Linked DNA regions of Manis pentadactyla: region 1 is linked to region 2. A link is a contact called in public Hi-C data. All regions are on one chromosome and are shown on one strand. Each heading gives the region's core, a stretch centred on a gene start, on an enhancer-like site or on the middle of the called end of the contact. The rest is flanking DNA. Distances are from core to core; before and after follow the strand shown.

The links. Hi-C and Micro-C count contacts between places; a contact is called where the count stands out from the background.
Region 1: a contact with region 2 is called in a Hi-C map of fibroblasts, with 3 times the contacts expected there. The contact joins the promoter of ENKUR here to the promoter of ARHGAP21 in region 2. A contact is called at or near these places in 2 of 3 Hi-C or Micro-C datasets (fibroblasts and skin fibroblasts).

Annotation. Positions count from the first base shown.
Region 1 is chr3:112,603,878-112,611,577 of mManPen7.hap1, forward strand. ENKUR (enkurin, TRPC channel interacting protein) reads right to left here and starts at 2,879. Exons shown (of 5, transcript XM_036880926.2): 1 at 2,433-2,879. The coding sequence starts at 2,515. It overlaps THNSL1 (threonine synthase like 1), which reads left to right and starts at 3,188. Exons shown (of 3, transcript XM_036880925.2): 1 at 3,188-3,388.
Region 2 is chr3:112,401,594-112,408,470 of mManPen7.hap1, forward strand. It overlaps ARHGAP21 (Rho GTPase activating protein 21), which reads right to left and starts at 4,059. Exons shown (of 27, transcript XM_057498287.1): 1 at 3,282-4,059.

The DNA.
Region 1 (7,700 bases), core at 1,629-4,128, 200 kb after region 2:
AGTTCTTACATAGTGAGTAAGTTCTTACATGGTGAACAGTGCAAGGGCAGTCATCACAGAAACTTTTGGTTTTGATCACGCATCATGAACTATAAACAATCAGGTCAAATATGATTATTCGTTTGATTTTTATACTTGATTTATATGTGAAATCCACATTTCTCCCTTATTATTATTATTATTATTATTTTAAATAAAATGCTGAAGTGGTAGGTAGATGCAAGATAAAGGTAGAAAACATAGTTTAGTGCTGTAAGAGGGCTAATGTAGATGATCAGGTGTGTGCCTATAGACTAAGTATTAATCCATGACTTTAATATTTTTAAATCTAAGTCCTAGCTCACAGATGAACTGCAAGAGAGTGCCCTTCACCCCACTTTGGTTACAAATATCCATTTTCTAAGTTCTCATTTAATATATGCAGTTCTCATTAGGGATTTCAGAAATATAATAGTTTTATCATTAATCAATATTTTAATGTTTATATTTCAGTTCTCCAAGGAACCTGTAACCTCTGAGGTATGGGAAATCACAGCAAAGTCAATTGTTGATTTCCCCAAGGAATGCACCTCTTTTCAAAAGCTGGACAATCAGTCATCTTGCTAGTCTTGCAAAGAGTTGCAGTGAGCTTTCTTGAAGCTGGGTTTATAACTTGGTGATGCAAATATGCCTAATAGCATAATACATTTCTTTTTAAAATTAATTCTTACTATTAGTAAGGGGTTTGGGTCAGGGCAAGTTTGTGTTAGTGTGGTAAGCAAGAATTGGTTTAATGTTTTATCATGCTCTGTTTTTATAAATGTATTTTGCATGCATGAAATCTTGTCAAATTAAAAACTCCTCATGGTGGTTGCTGACAGTGCAGGTTGACATCAACCTAACAGAAAGAGTTCTTTGGTACCACATTTAGATACCTTCTATTCCCTTTACTGTAAATTCCTTTTTCCTCCTTACTGCTTCAGAGTAAACCAAAGGGTTTGTGCTGACATTACAGCACTCCCCAAGAACATTCCTCAAGAACAATGTTATACTGATGACAGGGGCTCAATTAATGCTTTAAGTGAATATTGTTCCTATAATATTTTTTGAAGAAATCATCCAAATAGAACATCTATCTAATAAGATATCTTAACACTCAAAGTCAGTCTATGGGAAATACAATCTACCTGTGGGTTACAGAAAGGAGGAGCTTTATCTTGTACAATATACAGGAAATTTTGGACAAAAACCCATTCAGACATAGTTAATTTGAGTATGCCTGAAAAACTGCTGCAGTATAATATCTTACTTTATATTCCTCTTTCCAATCTCTACTAGATTTTGGGATGCTAACAGAAAACAGTATCAGTTAAATTCTGCTCTGGTCGAAAACAGAAACTCAGGCTTAAAATGGAAGGATCTGCCTACTTAAAGATGTGATGTAGTCAAAGTACTCCATGTATCGTACCAAGTAATAATTGACCATTAGATCTGAAAGGGACCTTAAAGATTATCTAACTCACTTACTTTGTTTTACATATTAGAAAACAAATGAAAATTTATCCCTGATCCCAAAGCCAATGAGTTGCAGAGCCTGTTTCTTAACCCAGTGGTCTTTTGATGTGCTTTGATTTGCATAGGGAAAAGGAGAAAGGAAAAAGAGAGCAAACATTTTGAGTCCTAGGAGGAATGAGATTTTCTCCACTGGTTACATTCTTTTCTCCCTATAGATTTAAATATGTTCTAATTCCCTGAACAGGAGGGTAACTGGATGCTTACTTTAAGGTTACTGTTTTGAAATTAGGGTCATTTAAGAGGCCCTAACACCTATGTAAGATTTTTAACTCAGTTGTGTATTTTGGAGACACCATCCATTCTTCCTTCCATCTAACTATTTGATGAGAAAAGATCTAGAAGCCTTAGAAACTACCTAGTATATTTTGTTTCACTGATCAAAAAACTGAGGCTCAGAAAAAAACAGGAAATTATATTTGATGATAACCTTGGGGAAAAATGACTATCCCTTCAGAGAGAGCTAGCAGTATTGTAGTCAAAAAACAAAAAACCAATAACTCCTGAAGCAAAAACCAAGTATCCTAACACAGGATAATAGAATTATGATTTTGCTCTTTTCAACAAGAAATTTCACCACTATGCTGTACACCACATCAATTTACCAACAATGAATAAATTACAAAACAATCATATACTGTATGAATAGAAGGCTAACATAATAAAATGGTCCTCTCACAGCTCTAGGATGCTCTGTGAATTGTGACATGCTAAATAGCCAAATTTTGCAAACTTTTCCCTAAAAAGTTGTCATCCAAGGCTACTTTAGAGAAGCAAAAATATTATTTCTTTTTAAAAGTCAGTGATGCTTAAATAAAACTGAAATGGAATAATTATTCCCCATTCTTGTCTTAAATGATAATCTTTGCTTACACACCTACCTAGGAGGCTGGGGAGGCTCCTTCCAGTCACTGGGTATGAGGTTATAAATGCTCTCAGAAGAGCACGTTGGATCCATGGCCATCAAATGACTCCTTAAAACTACTCAGCTGTTTTCTCACTACTCCAGTATCTCGTCCGTTTTCTCACTGCTCCCTTCCTTTCCTACTCTCTTGTTTTCTCAAGAAACTAACGTTTCTCTTTCACATAATTCCTCCTTGACCTCGTCTTAGCAGCCCTCTTGGGAAGAAAATGAAATACCCTTCTATTGCTCCTGAGGTTGCTTAGCACTGTTGACGGGGCGGTTGCCATGGAAACAGTTACTACGCGACTGGAAGTGGAAAGCAGCACTGCAAACTAGGTGTCCTCTCTTTCCTCTCTGCAGCTTCTGTCTGAGAGGTTCAGTTTGGAAACCGCCGTTTATAAGTGCTCTAGGAATAACAGGGTGAAGAATGACGCCCCCTTAAAAATGTTCTTCTTTTCTGTCTATCTCTATATGTGGAGAAAAGATAAACTCTACTGGAGACAGTTGGGACGCGCACCTGGCGTGCAAGCGTCACGTAATAAAGCTCTTGTGCGCAGGCGCCAATTCCGGTACGGGTAAACTGAGCGGCGAAAGACACGCTGACGAACGCCAACGTCGAGAGCCGGACAGTGCTGAGGAGGAGCCCAAGGAGCCGGGAGGGTTAGAGAGGGTGGAGCGCGGCGAGAGTCACGTGTCCGATGGGCGGTTGCTCAGAGTGGGCACGCCGCGCTCGCAGGGCGGCCCGGCGCAGGCGCGGAGGCGGCTGCAGGGGGCGGGGTCGGCCCTAAAGCGAGGCTTCGGGCCTGGGTTGAGGGCGAGCTAGGGAGAGTGCCGGGGGTTCCGGGCTCCATCCCGAGGCGGCGCTGGCGGCTCCTGGACTCTTCTTTTCGTTTCCTTTCCTTTTCCCCCCGTCTTCTCAGTGTGATTTTCTTGGTGAGTTATTTGAGGAGAAAGAAAGGGAAACTGTAGAAACCAACCCATGCCCATCGCATGCTTTACCGTTTCGTCGCTTTCCGTTACTCGGTTGTGATCGCGACCCTATGTGTGTCCTCGTTTTTCCGCTGCTTTTGACCTGGGATGCTCGTCCTCCGCGCAGCCCTGCGCGCCACCTGTGGCAGAGCGCGTCCACGCCCTCCCATCCACCTGTCGCGCGCAACCCTCCCCTCCGGCTTCCTGCTTCTGCGCCTCGCGGGTTCCTGTGCCCTCCGTCCTCTTTACCCCCTGATCCGGCCCCTCCTCTCAGGTAATTCTACACAGACGTGTGGACTTTGTTTTTTAAACGATCAGCCTAAGTCAGAAGGGGAAGCTTTTTAAGTGGGCCCTTGAATTTTCATATTATTTGGTGTTCCTTTTTGAAAAGTGTCTTTTGTGACAAGCGGTTTCGTTCCGTTTGGAACCATTAGATCTTCTGTACACCTATTTATGCCTCCATGACTGCTGAAAGAAACTCATTTAGAAGGCTTTGCCATCCCAAGCCTCTAAAAGATATTTGGCAGTATGATTTAAGAAAGAATATAGATGTTCTGAACCAGCCTTGCAGAGGCCACTGTGCCCAAGGGGAATAAAGATGTTCGAAGATAAAGGAGAACACTAGTTTTGGTCGTCTCACTGTCAGGGTGCTCGGTAGAGGGATTAAAACAGCACAGTGGCTCGGTTAAGTTGGTTGCTACTTACAAAGCTTTGCTGAATGTGTAGGGTTGCTTGGACTCTTAGTGAAGTTCATTATCTAAGAATAAATACAGTTTTTTCTTATGCAGTTGATCGGATTATTTTTATCCCAGGCATTTTACAAACATCTTATTTCGGGTAAATGGCACCTTGAAGATGGTGCCCCAGTTGCTCCCGTCAGATTTTGTTTTTCAAAGTATTTAAATGTATATACCACTTTGCCCTTCTCCTTCTCCTTTCACTGTTGCTTTTGGAGTGTTTTTGTTGTTGTTGGCTTTTGATTTTGGGGGGTTTTTTTGCTTAACATATATAGAGAAAAATGTCTTCTCTATACATGCAAAGATTTAGACTGAAGATGCAGAATGATTACATCATTACCAAAAGCATAGTCATTGGCCAAACTTATAAATTTTCTAATTAGAAGGAACATTTGGAGTATATTCATGCTAATCAGTTCCTAAAACAGCCAGAAAGAGTTCCCCTTGGTATTAACCGCCCTTAAATAGTCTTGACTTTCTAGTGTTACTGAATACAGTAATTTCACTGATGTCACTATATTGTAATTTAAAAGATACTAAACAGAATTTAATATGTCACGAGTATATTTTAAGTTTACAATCATGATGAGGTTAAATCATGTGGAAAGGAGATTTTTTTTACTTCGATATTTGGCCCATAATTCTGCTTGCCTTTTGAAAGAATATTTACAAAGAATGTATTTCTAGTTTTATAATTCCCTCAAAATGGCAATACTGTTCAAGAAACGGCTATGTGCATGTATGTGCACTGGGTATTATTGTTGGTATACCATCAGAGGTAATGAACTTTTTCTGTAAAGGGCTAGATAATAAATATTTTAGGCCTTTGTAGGCCAGATGGTTTGTCAAAGCTACTCAACCCAGCATTGTAGCTCAAAGGCAACCAAAGACATTACTAAACAAATGAACAAGCAGAGTTGTGTTCCTGTGAAACTTAATTTACAAAAAGGGTAGTGGGCCAGATGTGGCCTGTGGGTTTTAGTTTGCACAGACCCTTGGTGTAAGTGGCTTGTATGTACAAACTAGGTTGTTTTGCTGATGATTAATATGCTTAGATGAATAAAGTGGGTGTAGGTGGGAATATAAATAAGACAATTGGGAGGAAAATAAACCCTTCATAAAGACAGACACTGTTTACAATATTTTTCTAAGTTATAGAATTAAAAAGAGTACTCAGAAAGTCTTTTTGAATTAAATACTCAAGACCATTACGAGGGTATCTAATAGCAAAAAACTTAATAGGAAAGGCTTACCAGTTTGATACTAAGATGAAGGCAAAGATGAGCAGTAAACTTGGAAAATTATGCTTTTGATTGTAAGATTCCTATGATTAGAACATGGCACTGGGGTGTGTGGTCCTACCCTCTCCACCTTGTCACTTCCAGGCAGGTAGGACTTCCAGGGAGGTAGGAGCTGACTGACTGGAGGGCTTGTTGAGAGGATTTTTGATCAGTGGGTAGATGCTGCAGGTCTTTACCTCTCCGTGGTTAGTTTATATCCTTTTATAGTCACATTATTTCTTGTTACTTACTGGAAAACAATTTATGGCTGTAACAATGCAGTAATTTAAGCCTTTTAAACTTCAGTATCTTTCATAGATGTAGTCTTCTGAGAAATTTACATAGACATTGCATTAATACAGGATGACAAGCATAATCATGGCATAAATGTTTTCAAAAGTTCATTTAACTCTGGCAAGGTCTCATGATAAAATAATTTTTGAAGTGGCATAAATATTTTCAGAATTTCATTTAACTATAGCCAAGTCTCATGATGAAATAATTTTTTAAGTGCTAATGTTTTATTTTGGAAGACTGTGTAACCACAGATATTTTAAATGGGTGACAAATGCTAAATCGTTTTGACTAAACAGGAGTTTGTTTCCCAGAGGAATTAGAAGCTAGGAAATTTTATAATGGAATTGAAAATTCTTATGGGCCATTTTGGAAATAAAAATTGATTAATGGGTTGAGTATGATTTTGGTTGGTTATCAGTCACCTAGTGTAAACTTAGGAAGACTACACTGTAAGTATACTGTTGAAAATTCATAGGTGTTTTTGGCTTACAAGTGTAACTTTTTTAGCATTCATAGGAAATAAAACAGGTTTAAAACATAATTTCTGTGCCTTTTTTCCCTTGAATTCTTCATACAGTTTTGATCAGCTTGCTATAGAAATGTTAAATTTTGTGCCTTGAGGTCATTAACAAAATTCAGTCAAGTAAATTTGAAGATCTAATTGGCTTTATTAATGGATTCATGAATTGGGCCTCAGCCCCTGAAGCAAGTAGAGAGAGATGTTCCAAAAAATTGTATAACATGGGAGGTTTTTATAGACAAGAGGGTGGGGGAAACATTATTAGCAAAAGAAAGGAAAGAATTGTTTTAGGCAAGGTTATTTTCTCAGGGGGAAACTAGGGGGTCTTATAATGTAGATTACTTCATCTTATTTTAGGGAAGATGTAGAGGGCTCATGTAACAGATTATTTTATTGATGATTCTGACCAGCAAGTTCCTGACTGCATTTCTGGGGGAGGTTGAAACTATCATTGGGTTCAAGTTGTAGGCCCTGGTTCGGTGAGTTGGCCTAGCAGAAGTGACATCATGTTGGGCCTGTGTGTTTCTTTTTAACAAGGTCACATAGTATTTGAATTAATTGATTAATTGTACATGTGGACCTTTTGCTTTTGTTTTTTTAAAGTTCTTGCTGTGATACTAACATATTACTTTTCATTTATCTATTTGAATGACAAATGTCTTTTCTGTGTCGAAAGTATCTATTGGAGTTAGTGGGTCAAAATGCTCCACTATTAGTGATCAATAGGAAAACCTATTGTAAAATTATTAATATATAATGGAATTTTGTAGATCTTCCATCCTCTGAGGAGTTAGAGAGTATTAACTAAAATACTTTTGTGTAGGAACTTGGCTCTTGTGGGGAAAAAAATGGAACTTTCTGACCAGGATTCCTGGTTGGCCTTAATAGTGTCCATTGGGTATTTAATAAGCACCTATTTGCAAATTTATGGGATGTTACCCATGACAGAACCACTGGTCAGTCAGGGGAGGGGTGGAGAGGAAACAGCCATTCTCCCCTCCCCTCAATTCCTGGTATGTAATTGGTCAGGTGTTCTGTCAGTAACCAGAGACCGCCCATAGAACTCCTCTGGGTGCAAGGTAGCCTGTCTTGGATAGCCTGGCGGGAGCTGTGGGGCCCTGATGGTCCTGGAGAGTTAGGCCCAAGAGTGGGGAGCAGAACCTGTAGCTGGCCTGGGGAGTGCATTCCAGCCAGCTGTGTGGTCTGTGCCCACCGTGGTAACCCCCTTTATCACCAGCTTCCTGCCCTTGCCTTTTAGTTGGTGTCTGTGAATTCATGGAGAACTTGCCCCAGGCAGGAAACCGCCTTCTACCAGAGATACAGCTCTACAAAAAATACTTGAGAACATTAATGATGCAGTAAAAACTGAGTGCTTTGTGGCCAATACATTTGGTCTTTAAGTACTGTTTTTGATTTCTAACTCAGTGTGACTGACTTCCATT
Region 2 (6,877 bases), core at 2,809-5,308:
TCCCTTAAGTGAACAAAAACAAACAAACAAACAAAAATCAAATAACATTAGCGCTTGCAAATACAATGCAAATAGCATGCTAATTAAAGTATTCACAAGACGACGACAAATAAATATTTAAGACCACAGTGTATATTATTATGTAACTACAATATACACTAAGCAATCACCAAGTTGTAGGGAGGCCTTCCAAAAGGAGCTATTATGGTTTTACCATAATCAGGATTATGGTAATATACTTAGTCACAAGCAGGTGTTTACAGATGTCAATAAGCAAAACACTGATTCTAACTGTAAATTGTACAAAATGGCACACAGTACCTACTTCCCTGTTTCTGTATAAACTTTCTAATTCAGTATGAGGCAAGCTGAATGAAGCAAGTCTGTCTGTACACTTTACAAACAAAAATTTAACTTCTTACTCATTTTATTAAAATGCCAAAGTTCACACACTTAAAATTAGACTTGTCTGAATAACTGTAAAGTTAACGATATAAGACTTAGGAGGCACAAAAGGATAATAAGAGAGAGGCTCATTTGGAAATATTACTGTTACATAAAGTAATCTTCAATGTTTCAATAAACATATAGATGTCTCAGAAGTAAAGTTTAAAGGATAACAATATTCTGTACATTTAGCAAGCAAATGACAGAATCTATAACAAACTAAATGCAATATAGTTAATATAGAAAGAAACTCCAAATATAAGAAAAAAGGACAGGAGAGGCAACAGGGCATATGGGTGTCATAAATGGGTTTACTAATTTCTGTCCTGCCTGCTCAAAGAATTTCAGGAAACCTGGCATAAAATCTTCTGTGCCCTCTCAAAGATGATGGTCTGAAGGCAAACCAAGTCACCTGACACCCCCAAGCAGCTCTCAAAACTGAGCAAAGGAAAAGCATAAATAAAAAAACAGTAAAGGCAAGAGATTTTTCAGAGTTGGAATTACAACTGTATAGAACACTTGCAAGGCTGTGCCTAAACTGTCTATGGGAAGACTGGTTCTTAAACTCAAAGCAGAGATCCACACCAACCGCAAGTTAGGACACCCACCCGTGTCCAACTGAGACTAAGGTCCTGGTGCAACAAGCTACCCTCTCTCCACTGGGGAGGGCAAACACACAAGATGCATAAAGCCATCCCTCTAACTAGACCAACTCCAAAAACACTGCAGGATAGGGACTGAAAGGAAACACAGGATTGTAGCAGTCCCAGCCTCGTGACATGGGAGAATTCCCTGCTCTGTGGTGACCAACATGGGGACATTTCAAAGTGAGGACAGCATTCTTCCAAAGAATCACTACAAGTTCCTGGAAATGAAAATGGGCAAGGCTACCCTTTGCTACTAGTCCAGGTGGGGTGCTCCCACCAACCAGCCCAAAGGCCCTAAAGACCCCTTCTGAGGCCAGGTGACAGCTGACCCCCCAATGGCAGGACAACTCACAGACACAGGCCACAACAGCCGAGGTTGGTCCCATTGTGCTTACCTCCCTGGCGGGGGACTCGCAGGCCTTAAGCTTGTCGCCATCTCCCTCTGGCAGACCAGTCCGGCGTGTGGCCATCATTTCATTTCAAATAACAGAGAAGGGACCAACCCTTTGGAGTCCACATTGGTGGAGGAAATACCACCACACAGCAAAAAGAGAAGAATTCCACACTATGCTCGGAGGAGGTGCAGGGCTGGTGAAACTAATGAGTCAGGGAATGAATGTTTGTATGAAGCCCCTTCAAAATACCCTGATGATTTCTTTGGACTTCAAATGACTTCAGCGTCTTCGTCCATTTCTCGGGACTTAAAAAAAAAACCAAAGAAGACAGATCTTCTTGGCAGCTGGTGAGGCCAATGGGAGAGAGCGGTCCCCTTCCTCTAAGCGCTACTCCTGGACCAAGAGGAATCTGAGAGGGTCGTGAAGGCTCAAACGTCAGCTCCCAAAGAGATCTCTCCTAGAACATGGAAAAGGGAGAGGGTATGAACTCTCTCCAAACGCTGACCTTAGCCTTGCCCACAAGTCCACCCGAAGTTCGCGTTTCCAACACTTGGAAAGGTTATTCGGTCCCTGCTGATGAACCAAACGAATTAGTGATGACATAATGCTCCCATACAAAAAAAGAAAAACCTATAAATTGGGGGGAAAATGAGAAACATCAGAACTGCCCGGTGGCTGCGTCAAACACTCGTGGCTGTGCAGCCTTCCAGAAAATAACTCTCCTTTCAAGTGCCTTTTAATTAATGTATTTTCTGGGCAGAAGAGAGGGAATGTCTATGTTCTGCATCACCCAGATACGTACACTTGGCGTAAATTTTGTCACCACAAGATTAAAATCCGGTAACACTATACAAATACCCTCCTTGCTGCCCTCCAGCTCTCCCCTAAGCTCCCCCCGAAAAATACAAAAACAAAAAGCCAGTCTCGGACTCAACCAGCACCGGCTGGGCGGGCGATCCAAGCGGGCTGGGTGACTCGGGGCGCCTGACCCCTGCGCCCCGCCGGGTGTCTCCGCGGAGGCGGCTGTTTTCCTTGGCCGCCGGCGGGGCTGGGTGGGGACGGCGCGGGGGACCGGGCGCAGCTCCCCCTCCGGGGCATTATTCCCGAGCGGCATCAGTGCAGCCGCAGCCATAATAACTTTTCTTCAGTTGCTGCTCCCCGAACTACCATTCGACACTATCCTCCCCTTTCCCTGTGGCCACCTAGGGAAGTAAGAAAAAAAATAGGAAAACGAAAACCACCACCCACCTACCACTATTTCCTCCGCCCCTTCCAGAGGCGGGTCGGGGATCTCGGTTCCCCGGGAAGGGCGGCCCAAATCCGCACTTTCTAAAAGCAGTGGGGAGGCCGGGGGGAAAGACAAAAAGCGAGGGGCTTACCGGTCCCGCCCGCTTGGCCCAGCTTCCGAGGCGCGGCGGCAAGCTGGAGCGGGGACGCGGGCCGGGCGCCGGGCCCGGCCGGGACGCGCTAGGCCGCAGGCTCGGTTAATATTCATGAGCGGCCGGGAGGCGCCCCTCCTCCACGGCCCGCCGGCCGGACCCCGGCGCCGCCGCCGCCGCCGGCCTTTGTGCCCTTCCCTCCTGCCCGCGGCCCTCCCTCGCCCCGCACGCGAGGGCGCGGCTCCTCCGCCCCCGCCCGGCGCCCGCCGCGGGCTCCCGCCGGCCCAGCGCCAGCGCCGGGCGGGGTGGCCTGAGGTGGCGGGAAGGGAGGGAGTCGCGGCCGGCAGGGCTCTCCACCCGCCCGCGGGCGCTGCGCTCTCTCGGCTAAGGCGAAAAAGAAAGCGGACACGCACCGGAGGACGCGGGGCGAGTGGATCCTCGCGCGGCTGGCCAGCCCCAGGACAGCGCGCCCCGCATGCCCGACGCGAGCCGGGCCGAGTGGGAGGACGAGCCAGAGCTGGCCGCCGCCGTGCTCCGAGGCCGCCGCCCCCGGCCGGCCGTTCCCAGGCACCGCCGCGACCTGCCCCGGCCGGCCCTGGGCTCTCGGCCGCCGCGGGAGGGCGTGGGGCGGGGCGGCGGCCGCCGGACTCTCCCCTCGCCTCGCTGGGCCGGGCCGGGGCCGCGCTTGGGCGCCGCGATCGCCAAAGTGACAGAAGCGCCTCGCTCCGCCGCCGCGCCAAGCTGTTTCCCGGGGGCGGATTTCTCGCTTCTTCCTCCCTGGATCCACCTCCTCCCACTCCACCTCCTTCCCCTCCCCTCCCCAAGGGAGGTTCTGGGGCTGAATATTTTGTGTCTTGAATAATACGGTCCCGGGAACCGACGAGGGAGAGGGGATTAGCCTCAGGGAGTGTGTGTGTGTGTGTCTCGGGACTCCAAGCCCTCGCTGCCCCCTCCCGCAGCGCCCCCGAAAACCAGGCACGCGAAACCTCCCGCCTTCCCCGACCTCCCCAGAGTGGAGCGGGAGCGGCCAGGAACCGGGTCTGGACCGGGAAGGTTGGGCGCGCTGCGTCGGAGCGGAGAGGGGCGATTACACAGCCAGATAAGTGGGGCGGAGGGCTCACTCGTCCCCGACTGAGGGGCACACGTCTTGTTGAATTTTTGCCCCTTTTCTGTTTGAGAAAGGGTAAGGAGCTGCAATACGATGTATGACTTCAAGATAAGGGAGTGTCCTTTCACGTCCAACAGCAAATAACTTCCCGCGGTGGGGTAAGGGCGTCGCGGCGAGGCGCTGTTCGTTCGGTTCGTCTGCCTTTTATAAGTCTTGAGAGCAGCCGGGTGAATTCGGCGCGGCTAGCGGAACACGGGAGGGCTGCCGCGCCGGCACTCCACAGGTCACCGCGGCTCGGGCCCCACGCACACCGCCGCCCCTCCTCGGGCAATTCCCGGGCACGCCCCGCCCTGCCGCGCCGCACTACATCTCCCGCTGCAAACGGCCCAATCAGGAGACGCGACGGGAGAACGCAAGCCAGTCGGGGGCTGCTGACTCAGGCTTCCCCACCCACGGCCCCGCCCGCAGCACGCACGCCAACCGCCCCTTGGTATCCCCATCCCACCCCGCCCCCGCTCTAGGGAGGTGCCCACCCGGTCCTGTCCGCGCCGGGCTGCGGAGGAGTCGCCCGCCGAGGCGGTGGCGTGTGTCGCCTTGTCACCCTCTTCCTCGCCCCTCCGCTCACCCCCCTCCTTTCCCTGTACTCCCGCTGGTGCTGTTGCGGGTCGTTTTTATCCCCACTCCGGCGGGGGGCCACCAGCTATTGTGTATTGTGTCTCATCAGCTGCCACCACCACCCTAAAGGAAAAAAGAACAAAACCGAGAAGCTGTAGCGTCTGCTTACGTTTCCTTCTTAGAGCTTTCCCCGGAGGGTTTAGACACACCTCCCAGCCCCTGCACCCGGCCTGCCGCCTTGGAGCCTTTTTCTCGAGGGGAAAAAAGAAATTCCCTGTGGCCTAAATACCTGTGCCTTAGTTTTCAGATCTTCCTGAGTGGAAGATGGCAAACATTTAGAACGTACAACTAAATTCTCAGCCTCAAATAGAGGAAAGACATTGGCTAGATCATTTTTATATAGCCCTGGAATTTGCACATTCGTGACAGCCCTTGACAAAACCAGTCAGCCAATAACAAAGAAAAAGAAAAAAAAAAGAATAAAATAGAGGGAATGTCTGCCAATCAGCTGGTAATTTACTGAACAGCCCACTGTGCTATAGCAGTATCCAGTTCTAGATACTGTTGAGTAAATTAACCAGAAGTGAATAGACATGCAGAGTTCAAGCAGCGTACCTCTCCAGTGGGCTTACAGAATGTGTCCAGAAACGGAAAACAATTTTAGGCACAAAACAGCTCCTTACAAAAGCAAATGTGCGTGCATCGCATAACTGAATATCTCACAACTGAGGACATCTAGGGTGAAGGTTTTTGTAATGGAAATTTCTATAAATGTTGATTTTGAAAAAGGTTTTCAGCTTGATAAAGGGGAGAAAATAATGGCCATGGGAGTAATGAAAAGGAGGTAAAACACGTTTAGGAATTGTGAAAAAATAACATGACTTAGAAAGACATTTCTATAAGAGGTAAAGGGAAGGATCAAGATTACAGCCCAGCTCCATCATTTACCATGGGATGCAGGGAGGTGTCAATAATAGTGACTACCCCCATCTATATAGCACTGCCTTCCAGCCAGGTATGCTTCCAAGAGCTTTACCCACCTCTTAACGAGATAGGTGTGTGGCAGACCCAGGATTTAAACCCAAGGGGTCACCTCCAGAGTCCATGTTTTCTTCACAACATTGTACTACGTCTAACAAATTTTCCATAATAACAGCAACAATAGCTAGCATTTACTTAGCTTATTATGTGCTAATTATTGTGTTTATGGGTAACTAATTTAGTCCCACTTCTGAAATAGTTATGACCATGATGTTCCAATATTGGGGGATGTTTTTAAGAACCATTATGATAAGTTACAAGCTTATGTATTGTATTTATGTTAGGACAGGTGATGTTCTAAAATTTGGGAGTATTTTTAAGAAACATGATCGGTTGCTATCATATGTATCTTATGTGTATTAGTTTATCTGAATGAGAAAGGAAAAGCACAGAACTAAGATTTGGGAAACCTGGGTCCTAATCCTCTCCCTGGGACCTCCAAATATGATCGTACCTTCCCTTCCCTGTTGGGCTGCTGAGCACATCAAATAGGATAAAAGATGTAAAGGAGCTTCCAAGACGTAAAAATATTATTCCGATTAAAACAATATTATGAAACAGGTTTGTTCAGTTTCCTCAACAGGAGTCCTACTCTTTATAACGTGTTATTGATATTTACTAGGAACATATTAACCCAGTTAAAAATTAGGTCTATTCCTCTCTGAAGGTACAAGCGATAATAATATTTTAATAACTGTCCAAGCTCTCATTTAGACGTCTTCTAAGTAGACCAAAGTGGACGCCCTCTAAAGAATCTGGAAGGTGACAGCCATCAGTCATTCTCCATTCCAAAGGCTGCCAGTATAATTAGTGGAGGAAGCAAACCCTTGGAGTTCTTCAGCTGCCCATCTTGGGCATGTTACTCTGTTAACACCTCCACCAGAGGGAGGGCAAGAGAAAGGAAAAGGAGCCAAACTGAACTCAATGTGGCTGCTTGTTAACCGCCCCAGTAAGAGGTTTGATGAAACAGTAGATTTGGGGGTCCTTGTAACTGGAAAGAGATTTGGAATTAACTGTGGGTTTCATAATTGATATCTTGATAGTTTTCTTTATTCCAAACATCATGGATAAGCAAGAACTAACAGTAGATCCAGCTTTGTTTACTTTGAAAGGCTGAATTTTTGCTTTTTTGAGCATAGCTAATGTGTGGATTTCCTGTAATCTGACTTCTTAGTTTCCCTTGAAATAGCCTCAGAAATTACAATAGCTATGTTAATAACAATTATAAGACAACTTTCTACGCTA